Linked DNA regions of Ovis aries: region 1 is linked to region 2. A link is a contact called in public Hi-C data. All regions are on one chromosome and are shown on one strand. Each heading gives the region's core, a stretch centred on a gene start, on an enhancer-like site or on the middle of the called end of the contact. The rest is flanking DNA. Distances are from core to core; before and after follow the strand shown.

The links. Hi-C and Micro-C count contacts between places; a contact is called where the count stands out from the background.
Region 1: a Hi-C map of liver shows a contact between it and region 2, with 3 times the contacts expected there. The contact joins the promoter of OTUD4 here to the promoter of MMAA in region 2. A contact is called at or near these places in 2 of 16 Hi-C or Micro-C datasets (liver and muscle).

What each region holds. Positions count from the first base shown.
Region 1 is chr17:13,171,889-13,177,683 of ARS-UI_Ramb_v3.0, reverse strand. OTUD4 (OTU deubiquitinase 4) reads right to left here and starts at 1,292. Exons shown (of 21, transcript XM_027956254.3): 1 at 597-1,292. The coding sequence starts at 755.
Region 2 is chr17:12,742,587-12,748,634 of ARS-UI_Ramb_v3.0, reverse strand. MMAA (metabolism of cobalamin associated A) reads left to right here and starts at 4,455. Exons shown (of 7, transcript XM_060400621.1): 1 at 4,455-4,527.

The DNA of each region.
Region 1 (5,795 bases), core at 43-2,542, 430 kb before region 2:
TGCCTTGCAGGACATTAAAACAAGGTGAAATCTACTCAAAGACAATTCTGTGCAAACATTCTACATTTTCTAAAGTCTGGTTTTCCCAAACTGCACATTTCCCCCACTCCTGACTCAGGCGGACATCCGCGGGCTTGGCTACCCCACGCTCCAAAGTCCAGTAACCGGGCGGGGCGGGGGGGGGGGGGCTGGATCATGATCCCACGAGTCGAGTCTGGTGCACCACCTCCTCTAGTAAACATTCTGCTTACTGGTGTGAACGCTGTGCTTGTAAAGCCAAAAGGGGAGGCGAAAAACAGCATTTCGCCAAGTTCCCACCCCTTCAGCTAGGGTGCAGACTCTCCGGCAGGCCTCACGGGCTAGCTTCAACTCATTACCTCTTCGCCAGGAGGGACGACACCCAGATCATTTACAGGTTTTTAAGTTTCGATTCGGAGCTCCCAGTCCCAGGGCAGCGTCCGGTTCCGGGGCGACAATGGGCCGCTGTGACGCCTGCGGGGCCACGCGCAGCCCGGGTTGAGGGGGGGCGGGCAGCCCGCCCGCCACTTCCCACCCGGCCCCCCGCCGATCGCCCCCTCCGGCCCCCGCCCCGTTACCTGCTCCGCCACGGCTCGGAACAAGCACGACCCGTCCTTGGCGACCAGTTTCCGATACAAGCCCAGGGTCCGCAGATAGGCGTCCATGGGAGTCGCGTCCTCGCGGGGCGCCGCGCCGCCCCGGTCGCCGCCGTCGGGGGCGCCGACGGCAGCCTCCATGTTGCCGGTCGCGCAGCAGGCCCGGCGCGGCGCGGGCTAGCCCCACATGGCCGCGCCGCCGGCTCCTGGACGCCCCGGCCGGGGGCGGGCAGCGGCTGGGGCTCGGGCTCGGGCTCGGGCTCCGGCTCGCGCTGGGCGGGCGGCGGCAGGCGGCGGCGGCGGCCCGAGGCGGCGGTCCGCGCGCATAGGGAGCCCTGCCTAGTGCATGGCCGGGCGCACGCGGCCGCCTCCCGCGGGGCCACGCGCCCGGGGGAAACGAGGCGGGGAATTCACCAAAACCCGCAAGCGAGCAGTCACTTGACGCGGGCCTCGCCGCTCGGCTCAGCCACTGGGGCCCCGGGGTCCCGCCCCCACACACACACAGAAGTTTCCTCGCCAGACCCGGCGGAAGCGAGGAAGCCCCCGCAACCCGAGCGCGCCGGCCCAGACTCTTGGTGAAAGCGAGGCCTGTGGGCCCCACACCGGGAGCCGAAGAAGCCGAGAGAGAAAGGCGCGGCCTGACCGTCTCCCCACCTCGCAGGAGGGCGCCGGAGGGGCGGGGAGTGGGCGGGGGCGCCCGGCGGGAGGGCAGCACCCTCGCAGCCCAGAATGTGTTTTCGCTTTCGGCCCCGACCGCGGAGAGGACGGCGGGAGGTGTAGTTTGGGCAGCGGCAGGAAGTCGGCCTGCGGCGGGCGGGGACGCGCTGCCGGCCTACCCGGCGGGGGGAGGCGCCCGGGAGGCGCGCGGACTACAAGTCCCTACAGCGCGGCCGCCGCCGCCGCCCGGAGCCGGCTTCACGCTTCCCGGGCACCGCGCGTCCTCCAGCAGGCCGAGGGTCTGCGCGGAGACCTGCGCGCGCCGCCCCGCCCGGCCGGCCGCCCGCCCTCTGCGCCGCGGGCCTGCGGGATGTGCGCGCGCTCTGCGTGCGTGGAGTTGCCAGGGACACGGAGGCCGCTGGGTCGGCCCTTTGTGTATTTCCAAACAGAGGGCGCACCTGTCTGCTCCCCTCCCCCCGGCCTCTTCCCCTGACGTTTCCATGGAGGTGGCTTTAACGGCTTAAGCAGAAAATAGACCTAATTGGCGAAGGCTCCTGGAACTCGCATCGTGCGGGGCGATACAGGCTGTCCATAAATCAGCCGTGGACTGCTGATTCCTATTCGAGACTAGAAGTACAGCTCTGGCGGTATATCGCAAGATGATGCCTTTGCCACAAACATTTTGGTTCACCCTGCCACTATAGCTGCCCACCCCAGCACAAAGGGGTGTCGCTAGTCGGAAAAACTTAAGATTTTTTTTTTTTTTTCCTTTTTAGAAAACCATCTTGTAATTAATTGTTGGATAGCGTGCTGGACGTGCCCTGGGATCCAGCGGTGTTTGCTGGAGGATTCCTGTTCAGCTTCCCACCCTGAGAAGTTGAATGAGAGTGTATGCCTTTAGAACCTAGAATTTATCCGGCTTGTTTTTGTGACACCAGAATTTTATTTTTATTCAAGTACAACAGCATCTGGTATCCCAATCTTTTAAATACACGGTTAATCATAAAATCTGCTCTTGAAGCCATGGTGCGGCAGGGTGGGGCTGGGGAGATGGAAGAATTACTGTAGATGTAGACATGTGGTCAAACAGATTCTTTGGAATGGGGGGCAAGGCAGGCCAGATGGTGAGAGTCCAGTGCAAATTACTGAAAATTCTATTTGAGAAATCTGTTTTCAGTATTTGGTGCAAACAATGACTCGTGTGTTCACTCTCCTTGGAACGTTTAGATTTGATTTCTTAAGGTTTAAAAATTCAAATATCCAATGGTGCTGTTTTTAGAGAAAGCAAAAAAAGGATTCTGACCTAAATGAATTTTCTTGTCCCACTATTGAATTTTGTACATTTTGTAGAGAAATACACTGCAGAATCCCTTTTAGAAAAACCTAGTTTCAAGTCAAACCTGTTGCTTTTCCTTCTTTAATATATATATAATTTAAAACATACGATTGCACTCTCATTCCACTCAGAAAGAACTGCCCAGTTTTACCACTACTTACAATATGGCACTTTCTTTTTATAAACAATGACTTGCCTTTTAAACCCACAGAGGAATGGAAAGTAAAAGTGAAAGTGAAGTCGCTCAGTCCTGTCCAACTCTTTGCGACCCCATGGACTATAGCCCACCAGGTTCCTCTGTCCATGGGATTTCCCAGGCAAGAATACTGGAGTGGGTTGCCATTTCCTTCTCCAGAGGATCTTCCCAACCCAGGGATTGAACCTGGGTCTCCCACATTGCCAGCAGACGCTTTACCATCTGAGCCACCAGGGAAAACCCGGAAAGTAAAGTAATATCTAAAGAATAGCTTAAGTATTGAATTCTTAAAATAAGTAGATTCTGTAGTATTAATAAGCAACAGACTTTCTTATATGCCAAAAGAAAACCATGCCTTTCCTTACATTTATGTAATTTAGAAATAAGAGTTCTGAAGCTAATCTCCAAATCAATAGGTATTTATGGGAAATCTACTGTGTCTAGCATGCTAGACAACTGCATTCCTAATTATCTTGAGAACATATTAGAAATATATTTCCAGGGGCCTCACGTTTGAAAATTTATCAAACCTTATTTTGTAATTGAAATGTTCATGACTACATTGTTCGTGATTACATTAATTTTTAGAAGTCATTAAAAAGCTTTGCTCACCTTTTATATGTCCAGTAATTTCATTTTGAGTGGCTAATAGTGTTTCAAGCATATTTTCTATTTTAAGCCTTATCTATTTTTTAATGGAATATCACTATGTTTTTTAAGCCCCCAGATTCCTTTGAAACACTTTGAAAAGGAAACCAAATACATCATTAACACTATAATGTCTTTATTTTCCATTACAAACATGTAATTCACTCACAATTGTGCAAATAAATAAATACAATCATTTAAATAAGTACTCTAGTTGACACTACAGTTGACTTAACAGTATTTTTTAAATGAATCATTAAACACTAACAAAACAGAGGCTCTAATCAGAATTCATCACCATTCTATGTAATCTTATAAAAATATGGTTTATTATCAGAATACTAGAAGAATAACACATTTCCAGTCATTTGTACACTTGATGTCCTGACAAAATTACTTATTATCCTCATTCCTGCTGAATGAGTGCAGATCAGCCTCACTCTAAACTGCCTGCTTCTGCTTCCAAAATTAGAAGTAAAACACCTGTTGTATCTGACCAGGGGGCCTGTTTAAGGAAATCCTTTAGGTATTTTGAGACCTGATCCCAGACAGACCCTCTGTATGCCAAATCCCCAAATATAGCTCCCTGTTTAGGCAACATTAAAGGATCCTATGACTTTAAACTGAACCAATGCTTGTAGAAATTCACTTGCTAACATTAACCTCTGAAAGTTTTCAAGAAACTACATCTGACTGACCATGTTCGCTCTGAGGAAGCCGTTTCTGATTAGCAAAAGTGAAGAGCAGACAATTTCATCAAATATAATCTGAAGGAACGAAATTAGTCATCCCAGGCAAATGTGTCAACTGTTTTTCTTGTACACAGTTAAATACCTCAAGTCCGTTGGCTCTGACAAACTTTGGAGCTAATAATTGTAGCTGGTGAAATTTTTTTGTTTTAAAAATGATAGATTTTCTGCAGTTTTTTTTTCCAATAAAAAGGTGTTATGGTGGTGGTGTTTAGTCACTCAGTTGTGTCCAACTCTGCGACCCCATAGGCTGTAGCCCACCAGGCTCCTTTGTCCATGGTATTTCCCAGGTAAGAATGCTTCAGTGGGTTGACATTTCCTTCTCCAAGTAGGCATTCTCCAGTATTCATTTACGGTAGGCATTCTCAAAGATGGCCCCCAATGATTCCTGCCTCCTGATATTCACTCTCCTATACAGTCGCCTCCACTTTATAGCAGGATTGGTCTCTGTGATCCATAGAATAGAGCAAATTGTACAAATTTAATATATTGCTGCTGAGATCAGGTTATAAGAGATGTTTTTGGTTGTTCTCTTATATTTCCTCTTTTGTGGGTGACTCACTCTAGCGAAAGCTGGTTGCTATGGGGAAAACTTAGAAGTTCTCCTGGTGGGGAACCGGAGCCTCAGCCAACAGCCACGTAAGTCAGCTTTGAAGTGAGTCCTCCAACCCAATCAAGCTTTCAGATGACTGCAACTCCATGAGAAACCCCTCATCCAGCCAAGGTCTGAGATTATTTTTTTCTTTGAATTCAACCCCTGCCCCCACCCCCATCCCCTACCAAGGATGCAACCCAAGCCCTGCCAGTGAAAGCGCAGAGCCCTAACCACTGGGCCACCAGGGAATTCCCCAGGGCTGAGCTTCTTAACTCTAAGATTCTTGATCTCACAAGCTATGTGAGTTAATGCATATTTCTTGTGTTAAGCTCCTAAATGTTAGAATAACATTCCCAAAGTAAGTAAGACAAACATAACACCCCATTGTTTCTCTTTACTACGTGTGTATGTCACTTCAGTTGTGTCCAGCTCTTTGTGACCCCACGGACTGTAGCTCGCCAGGCTCCTCTGTTCATGGGATTTCCCAGCAAGAATCCTGGAATGGGTTGCCATTCCCTTCCCCAGGAGATCTTCCCAACCCAGGGATCAAACACATTGCAGGTAGATTCTTTACCCACTGAGCCACCTGGGAAGCCCCTTTACTAGGTAGACATAGAATACATGTCAATAATTCATGAAAATAATCACTAATTTAATATCTTTTGTGCTAAGCAAAGTTGCCAGTAAGCAGATTTTTTTTTTAATTCATAAAATCCTTTACAAAATACAAAATCCTAAGAAAGTCTGAGGTTTATTGCCACATAACATGTGGGTTTGTTTTCTACAAAAATTCAAGTAATTAAATCCTACAAAAAACCTATTTTCAAAAAAAGAACTATTTCTCTCAGACCCTATGTGCTAGGCTAACTGTCCTCTAGCTTACACTTTGTTGCTCCTGAATATTACCTGCATGGTCCTGCACACATTTCCTACCTTGGAACTAAATGTGACCGTGTCACTACTCTAGGCCAATGAGATGCGAACAGAATCCATGAGTTTA
Region 2 (6,048 bases), core at 3,206-5,705:
CTACCAGGCTCCTCCGTCCATGGCATTTTCCAGGCAAGAGTACTGGAGTGGGTTGCCATTGCCTCTAGAATCAGGGAAGATCAAAACAGCAGCTTCTCCCTAGAGCCTCCAGAAAGGAAGCAGTCAGCTGATGCCTTGATCTCACCCGCAGAGAGACCTGTATTGGACTTTAGACCTGCAGAATGTTAAGATAATATATTTGTGTTCTTTTAAAGCACCAAGTTTATGGCAATTATCTTACAACAGCAATAGAAAATGAATCCAGTAATAACAGCTAACATGCTATGCTCTTGCATTACAGCACTACATCCACCTAACTCTCTTAAGAAAGGAAGCTAAAGCTCATCTGAAATTATATTACAAAATCTGGCCTTGGTTCCCTCTCTGATGTCATCTCCTACTACTCTCCCTCTTGCTTCTATTATCCATTCACTCTAGTCTCCTTACTATTCTTTAACTATGCCAAGCAAGCCATTTCCTATTTTCAGTATGTGCTTTCCTTAGATATCCACGACTCACTCCTCCCTTTCTCAGGTCTCTTCTCAAACATCACCTTCTCAGCGAGGTCTTCTTTTTCACCCTATATACGCCCACACTTAACCTGGCACTCTCTAGTTCCTAATTATTCTATAATACATAACAATTAATCATTTTATTTGTACTGGAATGTTGATTCTGTTTTTTTTCTTGCTCCCTAAATATAAACTCTATGTGAGCAGGGGCTTTATCTATATTGATGACAGTTGTATTTTCAGAACCTAATATAGTGCCTGGCACACAGTAGTCACTCAATAAATATTTGTAGGCATAAAGGAATATTTTTAAAACTATTGACAGATTACAAGAATTCATTTATGCTAAAATTCTCATGCAGAATACACAGCATAAAGCGGGGCAGATAATAACACATTAACATTGCTTTGGTTGGCAATTAATGGACCTCAGTGTACAGATGCAATATCATGCCTTGAAGAATGAGATCATTTCTCAAATGACTTCCTATATATAGTTCTTAAATATGGTACACCTTTCTCAAGGTCAGATTATAAGAAAACTACTATACAAATGAGGGCTTCCCTGGTAGTTCAGCTGGTAAAGAATCTACCTGCAATACAGGAGACCTGGTTCAATTCCTGGGTTGAGAAGATCCCCTGGAGAAGGGATGGACTACCCACTCCAGTATTCTTGGGCTTCCCTGGTGGCTCAGAAGCTCCGCCTGCAATGCAGGAGATGTGGGTTCAATCCCTGGGTTGGCAAGATTCCCTGGAGGTGGGAGGGCATGGCAACCCACTCCAGTATTCTTGCCTGGAAATCCCCATGGACAGAGGAGCCTGCAGGCTACAGTCCATGGGGTGGCAAAGACTCGGCAATGACTGAGCAACTAAGCACAGCACAGTATATAAATGAATTTTGCATTTTCTTATAAACATAACCAATGCATTTTTAAAGGGTAAGTGCTGGCTACATTTTTCCCCCCAACTTTTTAAGCATTAAAAAATTTTCAAACCTATAGAAAATTTGAAAGAAAGAACCACAGTAATTAACATAATGCCATATTTTCTCTCAGGGTGTCCCTGGTGGCTCAGATGGTAAACAATCTGCCTGCAATTCGGGAGACAGGAGTTTGACCCCTGGGTCCGGAAGGTCCCTGGGGGAAGTAATGGCTACCCACTCCAGTATTTGTGCCTGGAGAATTCCATGGACAGAGGAGCTTGGTGGGCTAGTGACTCAAAAAATCCATACTCCTATCCAAATCACAGTTGCCCACTAATGCAGACAAGTACTCTGCCTTGCTTGTCTTTCAGGATACTGACATTACGGAAAAGTCCAAACAAATCACATTCTGAATTAAACTGTTTCTTCACAGATTCAAGCTGTGTTTCTGTTAGAACATTAAAACAGATTCTAATGTTCTGACAAGAATGCTACACCACTGTACTTCCAATAATTTGTGTTTTACTCAGTACTGATGCCACAGTTTTTTTTTTTTTCCATGAAGCAATTATTAACTTTTTGCAAAGTGCTAATGTTCCATGGAATATGCTTCAGGGAACACTTAGACAAGGAAAAAAAAAAGTGAAATGCACTAAAATGTTTTAGAGTTTGAAGTGAAAAAGCAGGTAAGGATTAAAAATCATTTTTTAATTACAAACTTCATTTCCTTAGGATATGCAAACTGAGATTTCATAAAGTTTTCCAAAACCCACCACAAAACACTGTTCTAATGCTCAGCTCCTGGCTTAAAGAAAGAAGCTTCTCCCAAATTCTGCTGCTGCTGCTAAGTCGCTTCAGTCGTGTCCAACTCTGTGTGACCACAGAGACGGCAGCCCACCCGGCTCCCCCATCCCTGGAATTCTCTAGGCAAAAATACTGGAGTGGGTTACCATTTCCTTCTCCAACGCATGAAAGTGAAAAGTCAGAGTGAAGTCGCTCAGTCGTGTCTGAATCTTAGCGACCCCATGGACTGCAGCCTACCAGGCTCCTCTGTCCATGGGATTTTCCAGGCAAGAGTACTGGAGTGGGGTGCCATTGCCTTCTCCATCCCAAATTCTATCATTATGTTATTCAGGAGCTAAGATCTAAAACCAGATTTGACTGCTTACATGTTCTTTCCATCAGCCCCTCTCCCTTAGCCTTCAGTTCTAGTTTCTGTAATTGACTTTTCTTGGATCTACAATTACTCTGGGATAAAAGTGGCTGTCTTTTAGTCTAAATAAGAATAATAAAGATGATAAGGAAGACAACTCATTTTTTATTGTTCCATATTCAGTAAGAATCAAGAAATAGCAGAGGAAGGTCTAATCCCTCCCACAGGCATGCAATTATGCAAATCGTATGCGGGGGCCTGGGATTTCGGCTCCAGACACTAATTGTATTATTATAATTAGGAACCTATTTACGACTATTTTTATTCACTGTAATTTGATCCCTGCTATTGCCTAATGATTGTCTTTACTACATTACAGCAAACATATAGGAGATGCCAGTATTTCTTAAAAGTCCTACAACTCAAGCTCAGGTTTTACTGTTCTTCCTCGTGATAGTGAAAAGTGAAAGTCACTCAGTCGTATCCGACTCTTTGGGACCCCCATGGAATACAGCCCATGAAATTCTCCAGGCCAGAATACTGGAGTGGGTAGCCTTTCCTTTCTCCAGGGCATCTTTCCAACCTAGGGATCAAACCCAGGTCTTCTGCACTGCGGGCAGATTCTTTACCAACTGAGCCACAAGGGAAGCTCACTCTTCCTGGTAGCTCAGTGGTAAAGACCCACCTGGCAACGGCAGAAACCAGGAGAAACCAAAGGGACAAACCAGACCAGAAGGCAGAAAACAGGAGGAGTTCAATCTGTGGGCAGCGAACATCCCCTGGGGAGGGGAATGGCAGCCCACTCCAGCATTCTTGCCCGGGACATCCCATGGACAGAGGAGCCTGACAGGCTACAGTCCAACGGGTTCCAGAGTCCACCACAACTTAGCTACCAAACAATAACAACAACAACGGATCTAACAGGTTTCCAAAATACTTAGTTACTATTCTGACGCCCAGTGAGGTCGCAAATGGTAAGCATGCTCGTTTTCACCCCCATTTTAGGCGAGAGCCTTCCCTCTTCGGGTGACTTTCCGGCGGCGGTGAGCGTGGGTCCTTGGTTTTAGTACAAATTAGGAAATAGTAATCAGTACAAATGGGTAACTTTTAAGAGAAAAAACTGCGAGCCCTTCAGCTGTTACAAACCACGCCATGCTTTAAAAACTCGAGTTGTATTTCAACTGAACACTGAGCATTCACTCCCACAGGTTGGAAATTGTTTGCCGAGTTTTAATTTTCTTAATTTCACCATATTATCAAACAACCCATGTCTCACCTTCCACCCATACAGTTATTTTTTTAATTAGAGGATAACTGCTTTACAATATTGTCTTGGCCTCTGCCATACATCAATATGAATCAGCCATAGTTATATAAATATATCAATACATGACTACATATATATATATGGGGGAACATATGTACACCCATACACTTTTAAGCTTCCAGGAAGCGTTAGGAAAAGGTTGCGGCTGGGACCGCCGCTGATTGCGCGGATCCGGACCGGACTCGAGCTCCATCTCCCCGGCTTCGCGAAGCGCCGAGGCCGGGACAGAAAGGATTTAACTCTCCGCCTTTGGAGCCGATGTGAACCTACAGGAGGGCAAAGCTATCCCTAAAGACTGTCAACCGCCCTTCTCTGCTGCACTTCTCAGACAGATGTCTGGCGCCCCGGGGTCGCCCCGCGGACCTCCCCACGCTCGAGAACGCCGCCAGGCCTTCAGGGTCCCTGCACCGTCGTCACGCACCGGGATCCTGCGGCCACGCCCGCCGGGACCCAGGCCACGCCCCACGCCGCCGCCCAGCCCCGGGTCGCTCCCGGGGGCCCGGCACCCGGCAGTGAGCGCCGCGCCTGCGCGCGGGAGAGCGCGGGGCGGGGCGAAGCGGCCCGCCGGAAGGGGCGGGGCAGGAGGGCGCTGCACTTTTACGGCCGCGGGCGGGTGAGTACGGGGCGGGGGTTGCGCGCCGCGTCCGGATTGGGGCCAGGCTCGTGCCTCAGGCCGCCGGGGGCTCAGCTCTGCGTCTGGGGCGCCCCCTGGAGAATTCGGGGAAGGGAGAGGGAGAGGAGACTGTGATTGAGTCCGATGATGATGGGGGTGCGGGAAACGTGTGAACGAGCAAGCGTCTTCAAAATGGATTCACAGGGAAGGTTGGTTGGTTTTCTGCTGAAAAAGGAGATTCTCTGTGAACAGCGTGTTACATTTTTCATTATTTTGGACAAGCTTGTGATTTTACCGTTGTGCCGCAGTAATACAGTTTTCATAAAGTGGCTCGTAGTTTGCCGCTGGCAAATGGTTAACCAGACGGTGGCCTGTAAAAAGGCACTGTAGTTCAGTGTAGCAACTACCCAAGAGGGAGGTTAAACCTCGTCTTTAACGGAATAAAAATCAGTAAATAAAAATAGGACTTAGACTGGAAGTCACAGAGACAGCATCAAGGTTCGGTGAAATGCTGTGCTGGGCGTGGGCTAGGTCTCTTCCAGCAGACATACTGTGTTAAGTAATTCGTGTTTATCATTATGAAAGAAGTACAAATTGTTACTATGAAAGACAGTCTAAGCCAAAATGGCATGAAAAATTTTAATTACCTTGATAGTTGTGCCCTAATATACTTTGGAAAACAAACACTACTATAGCTTTTCCAAATTGGTAGAAAACCAGGAGTTTCCCAAAAGCCTGTGTACATTTCTACTTGTTTGGGGGTCTAGTACTCTTGCCTGGAAAATCCCATGGACGGAGGAGCCTGATGGGCTGCAGTCCATGGGGTCGCAAAGAGTCGGACAAGACAGCGACTTCACTTTCAGTTTTCACTTTTCATGCATTGGAGAAGGAAATGGCAACCCACTCCAGTATTCTTGCCTGGAGAATCCCAGGGACTGGGGAGCCTGGTGGGCTGCCGTCTGTGGGGTCGCACAGAATCAGAGACGACTGAAGCGGCTTCAGCAGCAGCAGCAATGTCCAGAATATTCTTTTGTATAGTGAAAACCCATATCGTTTTGTGTTCGAAGTAATGAAAACCAGGACAGTTCAGTTCCTTTAAGGGTTGTATTCTATTAGAGCCAAAAAAAAAAAAAAAAACCCCATAAAAAGTTGCGTAAGAAATGTAAGTTATGGTTTGAGATATTTGAAGACGTCTAAAAACCTATATTTGGCATGGAAAGAGCTGGTGACTGCTGGAAACATGTGCCCCTCCACTGATTGTTGCCATGTGGGAATGTGGGTCCCTCATGCACAGATCTGACTTTCCCCATCACAGGCCAAAAATCTCTATCTTTGTAATATTTCTTGATTTTTATTGTTATTGGCAACCAATCGTTTATGCACTCACATAGCCTCTATGGGCCAGGAACAGCCAGTTTGTGACACCTGCAGATTATCACCTGAGTACTCAGAAATAATTGGAATTAAGAGAGGAAAAAGTTCCTGGAAACTGTGTCAGGAAGGAATTTAAGAAAACAGTGG